Regions from separate parts of the Mus musculus genome. Here region 2 is linked to region 1. Evidence: chromatin contacts called from public Hi-C data. All regions are on one chromosome and are shown on one strand. Each heading gives the region's core, a stretch centred on a gene start, on an enhancer-like site or on the middle of the called end of the contact. The rest is flanking DNA. Distances are from core to core; before and after follow the strand shown.

The links. A called contact is a pair of places that touch in the nucleus more often than the background predicts.
Region 2: a contact with region 1 is called in a Hi-C map of uterus, with 4 times the contacts expected there. The contact joins two enhancer-like sites. A contact is called at or near these places in 4 of 484 Hi-C or Micro-C datasets (the HPC-7 cell line, nephron progenitors and uterus) and 1 of 115 datasets of contacts at active chromatin or transcription factors (embryonic limb bud).

The regions. Positions count from the first base shown.
Region 1 is chr14:22,173,950-22,180,125 of GRCm38.p6, forward strand. The region is part of intron 2 of Lrmda (leucine rich melanocyte differentiation associated); the gene reads left to right. Among named protein-coding and RNA genes, the nearest start is that of Gm41107, 150 kb to the left of the region's middle. Within about 2 kb of position 2,207, at least 6 of the 459 cell types and tissues checked have an H3K27ac peak or open chromatin away from gene starts, as enhancers often do. A contact at or near this core is called in uterus, where this site is marked.
Region 2 is chr14:22,442,679-22,448,854 of GRCm38.p6, forward strand. The region is part of intron 2 of Lrmda (leucine rich melanocyte differentiation associated); the gene reads left to right. Among named protein-coding and RNA genes, the nearest start is that of 4930405A10Rik, 97 kb to the right of the region's middle. Within about 2 kb of position 2,738, at least 23 of the 459 cell types and tissues checked have an H3K27ac peak or open chromatin away from gene starts, as enhancers often do. A contact at or near this core is called in uterus, where this site is marked.

The sequences.
Region 1 (6,176 bases), core at 957-3,456:
TGTTGAAAGCACACAGACCAGGGGACTGGCAAAACTGTGATGTTTCAGAATCCTCCTGGGTGCAGAAGGCCATCAGACATTTCCCTGAGTTCTGTAGGCTTTCTGAAAAAAAAAAAAAAAAACAAAACAAAACTGGAGATGTGGCTTTGACTTTAGCAAAAATAGATTCAGGCAAAGGCTTCTCTAAACTCTCTCTCTCTCTCTCTCTCTCTCTCTCTCTCTGCTTCTCTGTCTCTTTCTGTTTTCTCTGTCTCTGTCCCTGTCTCTCTCTGTGGTAAACTAAGGTGGCCCCTATATATTCCATAGAAGGAGAGGCTCTGCTGTACCCTTGAGTAGGAAGAGAGGAAAGCTGGGAACTGAAGAAGAAAGAGCACTGTCCCTTCTTCCTGATCCCCACATGTCTTCGCCCCCCCTTAGTTATCAACTCCTAGTCACTTATTAAAATCACATAGTTGGGGCCATCATTTCTCTAAATTCATTAATCTAATAGTAACTTTTTAGGGTGGCACTTGCCTACTTTTGTATTAGGTAGTAGTAGAATTGATTTTCTGAAAAAGAACTCTGTGTGTGTGTGTGTGTGTGTGTGTGTGTGTGTGTGTGTGGTGTGGAGTGTTGACATTTATGAGAGAGAATGGAGCTTGGCATTTGGAGGGTATTTATTTTATTTAGGGTAATAGTATTATGAAGAAAGAATGTGGTTCAAGAGTTATCCATGAACTTGAGAAAAAAGAATAAATTCAGTCTTGGATAAAGACAAGAGAAATAGGAAATGATTGCTATTTTATAGTGAATTAAGAACAATGGCAAAATATAAGACAAGGCAGAGATACAAGGATCGTGATAGATTGAGTGCACATGTCCAAAACTTAGTGTGTGCATGCTGACGTCTTTTCCCCACCCCTTTCCCAGTCCCTCTGGTGGTGGTCGGTGACTAGGCCATTGTGTGGGTAGCCTTGCCTTCAGGTTTTTTCTTTCTGCAAAGTCATATGTTTTTAGCTGTGATTGCAGCTACTGCCGAGTGGCTCACCTTGTCTTGAGTAATGAGAATAAACAACCGGTCACCGCGCTGACCACTGAAACTAATAAAGATATATAGTGCCGGCTGGCTTAGGGAGTCACAGACGCATTCCTAAACTCCCTGTGACATTTATACCAAGGGAACATGATTCCAAACTCACTCACTGCTTACCCATTCTCAGAGAGAACAAACTATTTGACTGATGGTTTGCTAAATTTAATATGCTTAGCAAGTAAAATTATTGCCTACTCTAATGCTGGGTAATTATTAAGATACACTGCTTTTAAAAATACCAAGTGAATAATATTGATTTAGTGAACTGCTATTTAGAAAAATGCCAGCAAAGGAGGGATATTTTATTTTAGCTGCCTTAAAGCTGTAATGGTTCTGGGCTGAGATACGCATGCGGAAATAAATTATGTACAAGGTAAACTATTTTGTTATATAGTACCCATAATATTAATTAAGCTGTAATTTTACCAACAATGCTTTAATTTAACAAATAAACAGGAATCATCTGTACCATTCTTTCAAATATATAACTTTGGGGTGGTAATAAAACACACAGAAGCACCTGCAGTTAATTGTAGAGCAAACAGAGAGACTAGCAACTGTAAAGGGTAATTGTAATTTATAATTTATTTATTTGACTTATGCTGGGTATAATTACCGTTATAATGTGTTATTATTTTCAGTCCAGCATTAGATATATCTGATTCCAGTTTGTCCAGGCAGCCTGGTGAAGCTCTCTACTTGGGTCCCTTGAAAGTATACTCTCTCCTGCTCCCTTCCCAGTAATGGGAGCTTGTGAAATAAAGAAGAATGGATGGGCCCGTGTCAATAGCAATCCTTGTCCAAAGCTCCAAGAATATTTCCATTTCCATTAAAGCCAAGAGTTTGTCCTGCCCTCACGGTCTTTTAGCTGGCAGCACCTGGAGTGACAGGGCCTGGGTCTGCGTGGCCCCCAGCCATGGGTGAGTGGGCTGGGCCATGCCTGCATAAGAAGGATAGTAAGGAGACCTGAGGACTGGCTGCTACAGCGCCTCCCTTCCTTTTGGTTCTGGGAGTTGTGAGTATTTATTATGGTGGCGCTTTTGGGCTTTTGTTGTTATTATTTTCGAGAGCAGCCTGGAAGGAACAGCTCAAGGAGGAAAAACACCAGGGGTGGAAGAAAGAAGCAATTACAGCGGCCGTTTGTTTGTGGCTAGCAGAATGCTGAAATGGCAGATTTGCAAATTTGTGAGAGAGGGACGCTTAGTGTTCATCTTTATCAGCCAAAGTGGTTTCTTGTTAGCTGAGCAGCAAGCTAGAAAGCCACCGATTTTGACAACATAATTTACATCTTTGTATAAAACTATTGCTGGCAGCCGAACTAATTTGTGCTGGATTAGGTTGTTTGTCTCTGCTGCTGACTAACCATGCAATCTATCAGAGGCCGTTCTCAAATATCACTTTTCAACTGTGCCCTTGAGAGGGGGAATTGATCGGGAATATACGGAAGCAAAATTACTCCAATAACTTTATAGAAGAAACAATTACGGAATCATACAGATGTGAATAATTCTGAAAAGCAGAAACAGTGAATTTCACCCCACTCCTATCTTTCACATATTCATGAAATATACAAATAATATAATAAGGTCCTGTTTCTTTCTTCTTTCTGGACCTTGGACAATAGTGGAGTTAAAGTGAAAGGTAGGAATGTGGTAGTAAAAAAAGATTCTCGGAGGTCATCATTGAGGATTTCCAATGTAGGCTTTACAAATATAACTAAAAACTTCATATATGTACACCACACACACACACACACACACACACACACACACACACATCACCTAAAATATATCTTTTGATCCAGTATGAGTTTTTATAAGTTTTAAAGTAAAGCATCAAGCTAGAAAGACATACCAGTCAGGGAGATGTATTTGTCTTAGCAACATACACAATAAACACATGTATGCATCTTATCATGCAATTCTACAGTTATATTAATAAGTTTCCTATGAGGAGAGGAGCTTCTCTTCTCTTCTCCTGTTAAGTGGATACCTTAGACATTTCTTCCTCCCTTCAATGAGATAGAGGATGATAGAACAGTACAGCAGGAGTCGGGGTAAAAGTAGAGGGGATTTACGATAGACATCCAAGCTGGACCTGTTTGTAAGATGCCTGACTTAAGGCAGCAAGCAAACAAACAAAAAACCCCATTAAGCATCTATTATTTTAAAGCAGTGGTTACATTTTTCATCACTTTCCCCTGATAAATTTTTGCTTGTGCATCCTGCTTCAGGTAATTAATTGCTTTCAGTTCAGAGGAGTAATAATGCAATAAATTATGCCAGTATTTCTAGTCATAGGATCATATTGCAGCTTCCTAACCAAGGCAACACTAATAACAATCCAGGAGACTTGTGGGCCACAGAAAAAGCCTGATTATTATAAATTGGATGCATACAGTCCAAGGACCAGGTCTTCAACATTGCTGTCAAAAGATCTCTTTTAGGGAAGTTTGCATATTCATAGGTGTGCAAGTTACTCTTTGCCATGCTGTGACAAGAACGACTTGAGGAAGAGAGGGTTTATTCTGTCTTACAGTTCAAGGAGACACAGTCCATCATGGCGGGAAGTTATGGTGTTAAGACTGTGGGGTGGCTGATCAACATTGGATCTGTAGACAGGAAGAAGAGAGCTGGTAGGAAGCAGGGCCAGGCTATGGAACCTCAAACCCACTCCTAGTGACCCACCTCCTCCCACAAGGCTCCACTCCTAAAAAGTTTCACAGCATCTGAACCATCTGTAGTGGGATCTGATGCCCTCTTCTGGTGTGTCTGGAGAGAGCAACAGTCTAGGTTTACACAAAATAATAAATAAATGAATCTTAGAAAAACATAAAATGCCAGCCAGTACCAGTTGACTCCAAATTCCCCATCACCGTACACTTCATACATCTTTTCAGTATATTTTTCTGCCTATTTCTCCACCACTCAGCTGTTCAGTGGCTACCTGTATTAATTCCTTTCCTCGATGCTGTGATGAGTTCCCAATGCAACTTAAAGAAGGAAGGGCTTCTTTTGGTTTAGTTGGAATGACGTTCATCAAAGCAGAAAGGACATGACGGCAGGCACACGAGACAACTGCTCACACTGCAGTTATAGTCAGAAAGCAGAGTGGTAAGCGGCCACATTTAGCTACCTTTTCTCCTCTTCATTCAGGCTGGGACCCTAGCCCTTCCCAGACTGGAGGAATGATACCTCCCACTTTTAGACTGGGTCTACCCATTCAATTACTGTGGTCTAGAAGTTCTCCCATAGACAGGCCCAGAGGCTTTTCCACCAAGGTGACGCTAGATAGATCCTGTCAGGTTGACAGTCAATACAAACCCATCTCCCTAATGTTGACATTGCTTGACAGGTTCTGTTTCCATGTTAGACTGTTGACATTGGACCTTGTCTGTCTCCATAACGGTGTTAGCTACATTTTTCTTTTCCCAGAGAAGGTGCACAGTGCACATGCCTGTCTTTGTAGCCATCCTTGTTTTTTTAGTTTGTAAACCTCCACAGCAAATGGCTGGATACTGTGATGCGTATTGGCCTATGACTTGAACCTTTGCTGTGACAAATACCACGGTGTGAAGTTGAAGGGGGAAGACTGGGGAAGGATAATAAGATTGCCTTCTCTGCTTCTTATATTGTTTGCTTTGGGTTCTTGCCGAATAAATGCAATGCATTTTCTGGTGGTCTATGTTGCTATTCATTTTCTAGCTTTGAGCCTGATTGTGCAGAGGATCAAACATACTCCAAGGCATAGATGGGAATAAGATTTGAAGGAAAAAGAAGAGTGTGATATTGTTCATGCTAATGTATGCTATGAGAGCAGTTTCAGTCCTTTCCATAAAATACCCAAAGCTTGCAGACCTTTTTCAGTTCTGTGGACTGTGTCTTGGGTATTCTGTACAGCTTTTTTTTTTTTTTATAACATCCACTTATTAGTGAATACATACCTTGTATGTCCTTTTGGGTCTGAGTTACCTCACTCAGGATGATATTTTCTAGTTCCATTCATTTGCCTACAAAGCTCAGGATGTCCTCGTTCTTAATAGCTGAGTAGTATTCCATCGTGTAAATGAACCACATTTTCTGTATTCATCCTTCTGTCGTGGGACATCTAGGTTGTTTCCAGCGTCTGGCTATCACAACATAGTGGAACACGTGCCCCTGTGGCATAGTGGGGCATCTTTTGGGTATATTCCCAAGAGTGGTATAGCTGGGTCTTCAAGTAGATCTAGTTCCAATTTTCTGAGGAACCTCCAGATTGATTTCCAGAGAGGTTGTACCAGTTTGCAATTCCACCAGCAATGGAGGAGTGTTCCTCTTTCTCCACATCCTCCCCAACATGTGTTGTCACCTGAGGTTTTGATCTTAGCCATTCTGATTGGTGTAAGGTGGAATCTCAGGGTCATTTTGATTTGCATTTCTCTGATCTCTATGTTGGGGTGGGCTTTGGTAATGCAACTGTCTTTGAGATATTTCTGCTCCCGTAACTAACCCATTCCCCATATTCCTATAAATAACCCCAATAAAACTCATCAGGTTACTGAGTTAGAGTTTGGCGATAGACTTACTTTGGCCTGTCATTGGTTTCCTATCTGACATGAGTAATCACATGGGCATGTCTCCTCAGGATTAGTGTCAGTACTCAGGGAAGCAAGCAGTGGCCCCTTTGCCCAGATAGCCAGCCAGTGAGGCCCGAGATGAGCCAAATTCTTCTGCTTAGTGGTAAAGCATCAGCCATTCTCCAGGCTTTAGCTGCTTTTCCAGACTGGTAACCCTGATCTCTTGGTCAAACCTTTTACTCCAGTTCTTGGGCCCAGGAGAAGAACACCCCATACCACATTGCAACTCTCCAGGTCCCACTACACTGGATGCTAAGAGCTCCCCTCACTGGACAAGGACAGCAAGGAAGCAAAAGAAGAAGGAGGAACATTCTGTATGAAAAAGACTTGGCAGCCATTCTTATGTACTTAAGAAGATACATTGGAATTTAGCTTGAAAGTTTCTGCGAATGTTCTGTTGTAGCCATCTGTTGTTCTTTCTCCCACTTCCAGTGCTGTTCCTTCTGGACCTGAGGAAAGGCCCTCGGCTTTGTAATTCCAAACACATTT
Region 2 (6,176 bases), core at 1,488-3,987, 270 kb after region 1:
CTATGAAATACTAAAAATGATAAATTATTCCTTATTTGAAAGTATAAATTAAAGGTTTAGTGTATATAAAATTTGTCATGTTTAATTGCAAGTTCAATTAAAATTCAGGGTAATGATGATTTATACAAGTTTCTGTGTAATTTGATATTCATTAGCTTAGCCAGACACATGCTGATATTAGCTCGTTAATTATGTTTCCTTTTGTTGAAGGCAGCCTTGTGAAAGCAATCTGCTCAAAGTTTTCTAAACTCATTCTGCTAAATGAATATTTGGCAGCTGTTCATGTTATTGAGATGGTCACTGCGGCTTCATTTCACTCGTAGGCCGCATCAATCATACCTTCCCTGTGACAAACAAGGGGTTCTCGTTACAAACCCATTTATGAAGGTTATGGCTGACATTAAAGACTGATTGCCTGGTACTGACTGTGGGGATACTTTACAGCAAGAGTGGAACTGCCACTAATAGCCACACCTCCTACCTGGTCAGAGGTTTAAAATGCCCTGCAAGAGAAGGGCAGGATTGCCACAGTGACCTGAGTTCTCTTGTCAATGCCATTGCTTGGACTTGGCAAGGAGAAATTGGGTCTCAGAATCCCCTCTGGGAGCAGGGAGCTAGTGTCACCTTGATTCTCCTGAAGCATGCCAAACAGGTTCAAAAGTGTGAGCCCTGGGGTATGCCAAGGATAAGTAGCTCTCTTCCTTACCCGCCAGCTCTGAGTCTGACTCCTGAGGAGGGGAAAAGGGAAACATGATTTAACTAATGAGGATATTTCTAGAAGCATGGCACCCAATGGGGCCGTGAGTCAGATGAATTACCAGCTAGTATAGCAATTATCCAACAGTCCTGTGGCTCTCTTGGATTTGGAGAGGACTGTGAACCCTTTGCCAGATTTTCCATGGCTGTTATTGACTTGGATAACTGTGGAATGATGGGAATTGTGCTACCCTCATAAGGAAGAGGCTGAAGTGCGTGGACGGCTTTGTCCATTGTCATTGGTATGGATACTGGCAGCAGTCAACCTCATGGTTCTGGGCTGCCCTGTATGGTGCAGATATGGCTACAGTAAGAGTTTGGTTTTTCTTTTCTGTTCTTTTTTTAAAAGTTTTGTTTATTTATGTATATGAGCACACCATAGCTGTCTTCAGACACACCAGAAGAAGACAATGGATCCCATTACGTATGGTTGTGAGCCACCATGTGGTTGCTGGGAATTGAACTCAGGTCCTCTGTAAGAACAATCAGTGTTCTTTCCAGCCCTGAGTTCTTTTTTATTTTCTAGTATGGCATTTGTTTTCGTGTTGCTTTTATTTCTGCCAAGGGCCATATCATTGGTTAAGCCAGACTATTGGTAAATGCTAAGAATTTCGATCTAAGGTTGATCAGGCATTTCGTCAGTTATTTGGCATTTAGCTTATGATGATAAAATACAAGAAAATTCTTATAGGGAAATTTCAGTTTTTGCATATCTGCAGTTCTGTTTACATATTTTTGCATTTTCAGGGGATGGAAGTGGTCTCCACGCTCAGCGCTGTTTTTCCTTTTAAGTGCTGTCTCTTTTCGATACCTTCAGGCTCACCCTTCACCAAGCTTGTCATCTTCCCCAGGAGAAGTCTGTTGTGACGTCACAATGTAGCCCACCCACTCTCACTCCACATTCACATGAATGGCCTCGAGGGTTGCAGTGCACTATCGTTGAGGGCAGTTCTGACTTTCAACTGAAGAAGCCAAAGGGTGCAAACCATGCTCTAGCATTCGGGAACTAATAACTGACTCCGTGATTAAAACGGCAATAGATCGTTTGAAATGTCCTGCTGGCTTCCCAGCCCAGACAAGTACTTTGAATGTTTTTCTGACATTTAGGAAGAATGGCAGCTTTTCTTCCCCACTATATAGAGAAACATGCCAAACTCAAGGAAACCTCGGGTTTCCTTTTTAATCGTATTTAATTCAGGCCCAGTCCTTTATAGAGCTCAACAGTGTAACTTGGAACTTTCCAATTTTTAATTTCACCATCTTCTGTCTTTTTTAATGCATTTTGTCAGTGTGGAAAGCCCTCTGGTGGTCAGAATGATTCCTATGTGGCTCTTTTGCATGAATGGAATAAAATCAAGTTCATGGTAAAAGAGCTAGGTTCAAATCCTTCATCTCCTTTTCTTGTTTCTCATTCTACTTAAAACTATAACACACACACACAGACACACACACACACACACACACACACACACACACACACACACTTTTCATCAGAGCAGGGGATCCTGAGGCATTTTTACTCTAACAGCATCTTGGTGGAAAAATAGAATGAATGCAATTCCCTTATCGACATGCAAATCCCGTAGCAAGGATATTAGTGCTAAGTGCTGTGTCACTCATGACTAAACTTGAGCATGTGGCACAAAGGGGAATGGACATCGAGGTGATTCTCTCATTTTTTTAGAGGGGAAGATGGGGGCCCAGAGAGACATGATTTGTTCAAGATGTTGTGAACAGGGAACAGAGCCTTGAGGAGCAGCCAAGTCTCCTGTACTCATTTTTAGCCATGTGGTTTGAAGCATATCGGAGTTGAGTCATGCCCATAAATCCTTGGTCTCCCCATCAGGTCCCAAGGATGCCAGGTCTCAATAAACTCAGGCATGGAATGCTTCTCCCCAGGCAAATTTCAGTTCATACACCATTGGGTTGCTTTGTTCCTTGCTTGGAGCAAGATGACAAGTAGGCGTTTCCTGCTGTAGTTCAGAGAGTAGACTCAGTTGGCTGTGGGGGCTGAATGTGGCATGAACAGTCACCCTGAGCCACCCTCACCATCTAGAAGCACATTTTGGAAAGGGTATGCCGGACAGCACAATTCATCAAAAAGATGAATGACTGATGGGTGACCTATGTCTGGTGTCCTAGGAAGGCAGATATCTCAATGATGCAGAGCAGCTGGTCTGCTCTGAAATTGGCTGGAAAACCTGGCTTGTCCTTCCCTTGCCTGATGCCGTTGCTCAGGCTTACATAATTTGTCTTTGTTTGAGTCCTTGGCTATGACTGGGTCTGTAGGCACTTTCTTGGCATATCCTTTTCGTGATATGATTTCAAAGAAGCATGGGAGATATGGTGGGGTAACTGCAGCTCTCCTGGTAGATGCTTACCTCAGTTCCTAGATACAGTAGAACAGTTCCTAAATAGCAAAGACACCAGAAACTGCAGGAAAGCAAGCATATTCAGGAATGACCTAGAATCTTCTAGCATTCCTGTGCTGTTCCTCTGGTCACTGGTGCATTTTCCAGAGAGATTACTGAACCTCTTCACTGAATCCAGTGCTAAGCTTCACAAGAGCTGGGATGGGTCTGCAGTGTGTGCCTGAATAAGCATGTGCAAACTAGAGAGAGGAACAAATGAAGTGTGGGCTCAGCTCACATAGCCTGGTCCCAGCCCAGCCAGGAGGTGGGGGATTAAGTTAAACTGTGCAACCTTCTTCACTTAGCATGTGTGATTTGAATTCTTATCTACTGTGCCAGGCAGAAAATAAAAGGCAGACCCCACCTTCAAAGAACTTGAAAAATGGGTTTCTTTGTGAATACTTGCCAAGTATCTATGACAGCCCAGAATCCTGCTGGGCGCTTGAGGCAGGCAAGCAGGCTGCAGCAGAAGCTGTGGGTGTCCCTGCAGTATTGCCATTTCCAGTGCATGGCCCTAAAACTCCTTTGCCTGGAACAGGACAGGTTAGGAATGTCACTCAAGAGAAGCCTTGCCTGTGCCAGTGACAGTTTTCTGTCATGGGGTTAGCTCGGTGCCTTCTATTCAGCCTCCTGTGTCCCCTGAGCTCTAGGAAGGTCCAGCTGCCCACAGTGCTACAGAGCTTGATATTATTTGTGTGTCTTTCCTCCTTCCTCCTCCAAGGTCCTTTCTCTTGGATCTTTATTTTTATCATACATGCTAAGGTATGTCTCACAGTCTACAAATTCCCTTGGACAGAGGCTGGTCCTGATAGATGCTGAGGAGTTCAGGGGTGAAGGAACAAAGTGGAACATCTTTTGCACATAGGATCTTGGAAGGCTGCTTGGAAGAGGATACATCAGAACTAGGATCTAAACATGGCTAAGGTTTTTGCTAGGAAGCTGTGGAAAGGGAGGGCTTTCAGGGACAGCTTTTGTAAAAGTCTGTTAGCAGAAGCTGGAGGCACAACAGTTGGAAAAATTTAAGTATCTGCCATGATTCAGGGTCTGTGGGGGAAGAGGTTCAGGAATGGAAGAGCAAGGTATATATGTGACAATGAATGTGGAGATTATGACAGGGGTCACTTTATTTATTTGAATGTGAGACCAGGGTGTGTAGAGTTTACAGTGTGGATATCTTACACTGGTGTAAGTGTCCCTTTACTACCATGAAGAAGCAGGAATCATGTACACAAGGAACAGAAATTTAAGTATGAGATTATGGTGAGGCCTCTGATTGTTGGTGAATTTTCAACCAAAGAGAAAGAAGTGTTTAGAGCAGTTGGAGAGGATCAGGAAAGAGGGAAGGAGAGTCGCATATAAATAATGAATAGACTCTAGCTAAGGGAAAGGTCAAACAGAATATCTCAGTACACACTAAGGTCAAGAAATAGGGATGATCTAGTGCCGGGATGGAAATGGAATTGCTATGGGCCCCTTCCTGCCTAGATAAAAATGTCAAAATTTGCTTTTTATAACCCAGAAGAAATGCAAATATATTAGTAACATGTATTAAAAGAGGTTATTTATCCTAAAGCTAACTGATTTTCCTTATTATTCTGTTTATTATTTATTGACTTGGTGTACGTGGACATATGTGCACAAATGCATGCCAGTGTACACAAGCAGAGGTCGCAGAGAACACTGAGTGTCCTGATTTATCGCTTTTCCCCTCGTTCCCCTGGCACAGAGATTCTCACTGAGCTTGAAGCTAGCCCAGCAGCCAGCAAGTTCCCATGATCCCTCTGGCTCTGCTCCTTACACTACCAGGCTCAAACACACACTTGCGGCCATGTCTGCTTCATTACATGAGTGCTGGGGATTTGAACTTAGGCCCTCCTTCTTGTGCAGTATGTATCCTTACTCACTAAGTATCCTACAAGCTCTCCCGGTTCTAAGAGAGGAGGGAACATGTTTGGGTTGCTTATATTCTCCGTGTCCCTAGACTGTGCACCTTTGTGCATACTGGAGACTCCAGGCCAGATGTGCATCTTTAGGTCTTGGTTCCTTTCCTGGAACTACAGGTAGCTCTAGGATTTCTAGCACTAGAAAGAAATGTCAGGGCTCCCATGTGTGAGTTCATCAACAGGACATAGAGGACCAACCATGAAAGAGTCACATCTAGATCCCACATCAGGACGACCCTAGCAAAAATCCAGTAGTTTGGGCTTTTTGTCTGACTTATGGAAGCAGGCTCTATTTTGCCTGGTTTCCCTGGCAAATAATTTAAGGATGCACTGCTCCTCTGAAGCTCCGCCCTCCTACTGTGGAAAGGTGAACAGTCCCAGGGCTTGGCCCTCTCTACCTGCACTGCCACTGACAGTCTCTGACATCAAGAAGCACCTTCCTGTCTCTCCCTGTTTCTTCAGAGGTGCTCACAAAAAGGGAGCTTAGACAGCAGAGTGATGCTGTCAGAAAAAGGCCTTGTGACAAAGCCCGGGTGAGAAAACCGCCCAAGGGTTTCTTTCTTCCTTCATTTTCTCCTATTTTTTCCTCCTTCTTTTAAAAAATAGTCAAAGCACATGCAACACGTGCTTGTAAAAGGATCAGAAGGAGAGAGAAAATTGCAGCTGAAAGGAAATCTTCCTCCCCTGCCTTCCAGCTTCTCCTGAGCTTCCAGTTGTTGTAGCTGCTAGTTTATAATAGTGGGTGTTTGTGACTGTGCTGGTGTGTGGTACTGTGCTGAGGTTGCCACATAAGTGTGTATCTGTGACCAGGGATGTATTTTTTATGTGAACGTTTATGGTAGGTTTGCATGTTCATGTGAGGATGTGCATGTGTGCCTGCAGTTGGATGTGAATGTGTTTGCAGGGGTGAGGGGTCAACAATAGGTATCTGCCTCTGTCACTTCTTATGTGTTTTAGAACAGGGAGTCAGTCTCATACCAGTTCTGCTAGAGTGGCCAAACTAATGAACTCCAGGGGTGTGCTTGTCTCTACCTCCCCAGAGCTGGGACTATAGATGCAGTTTGTC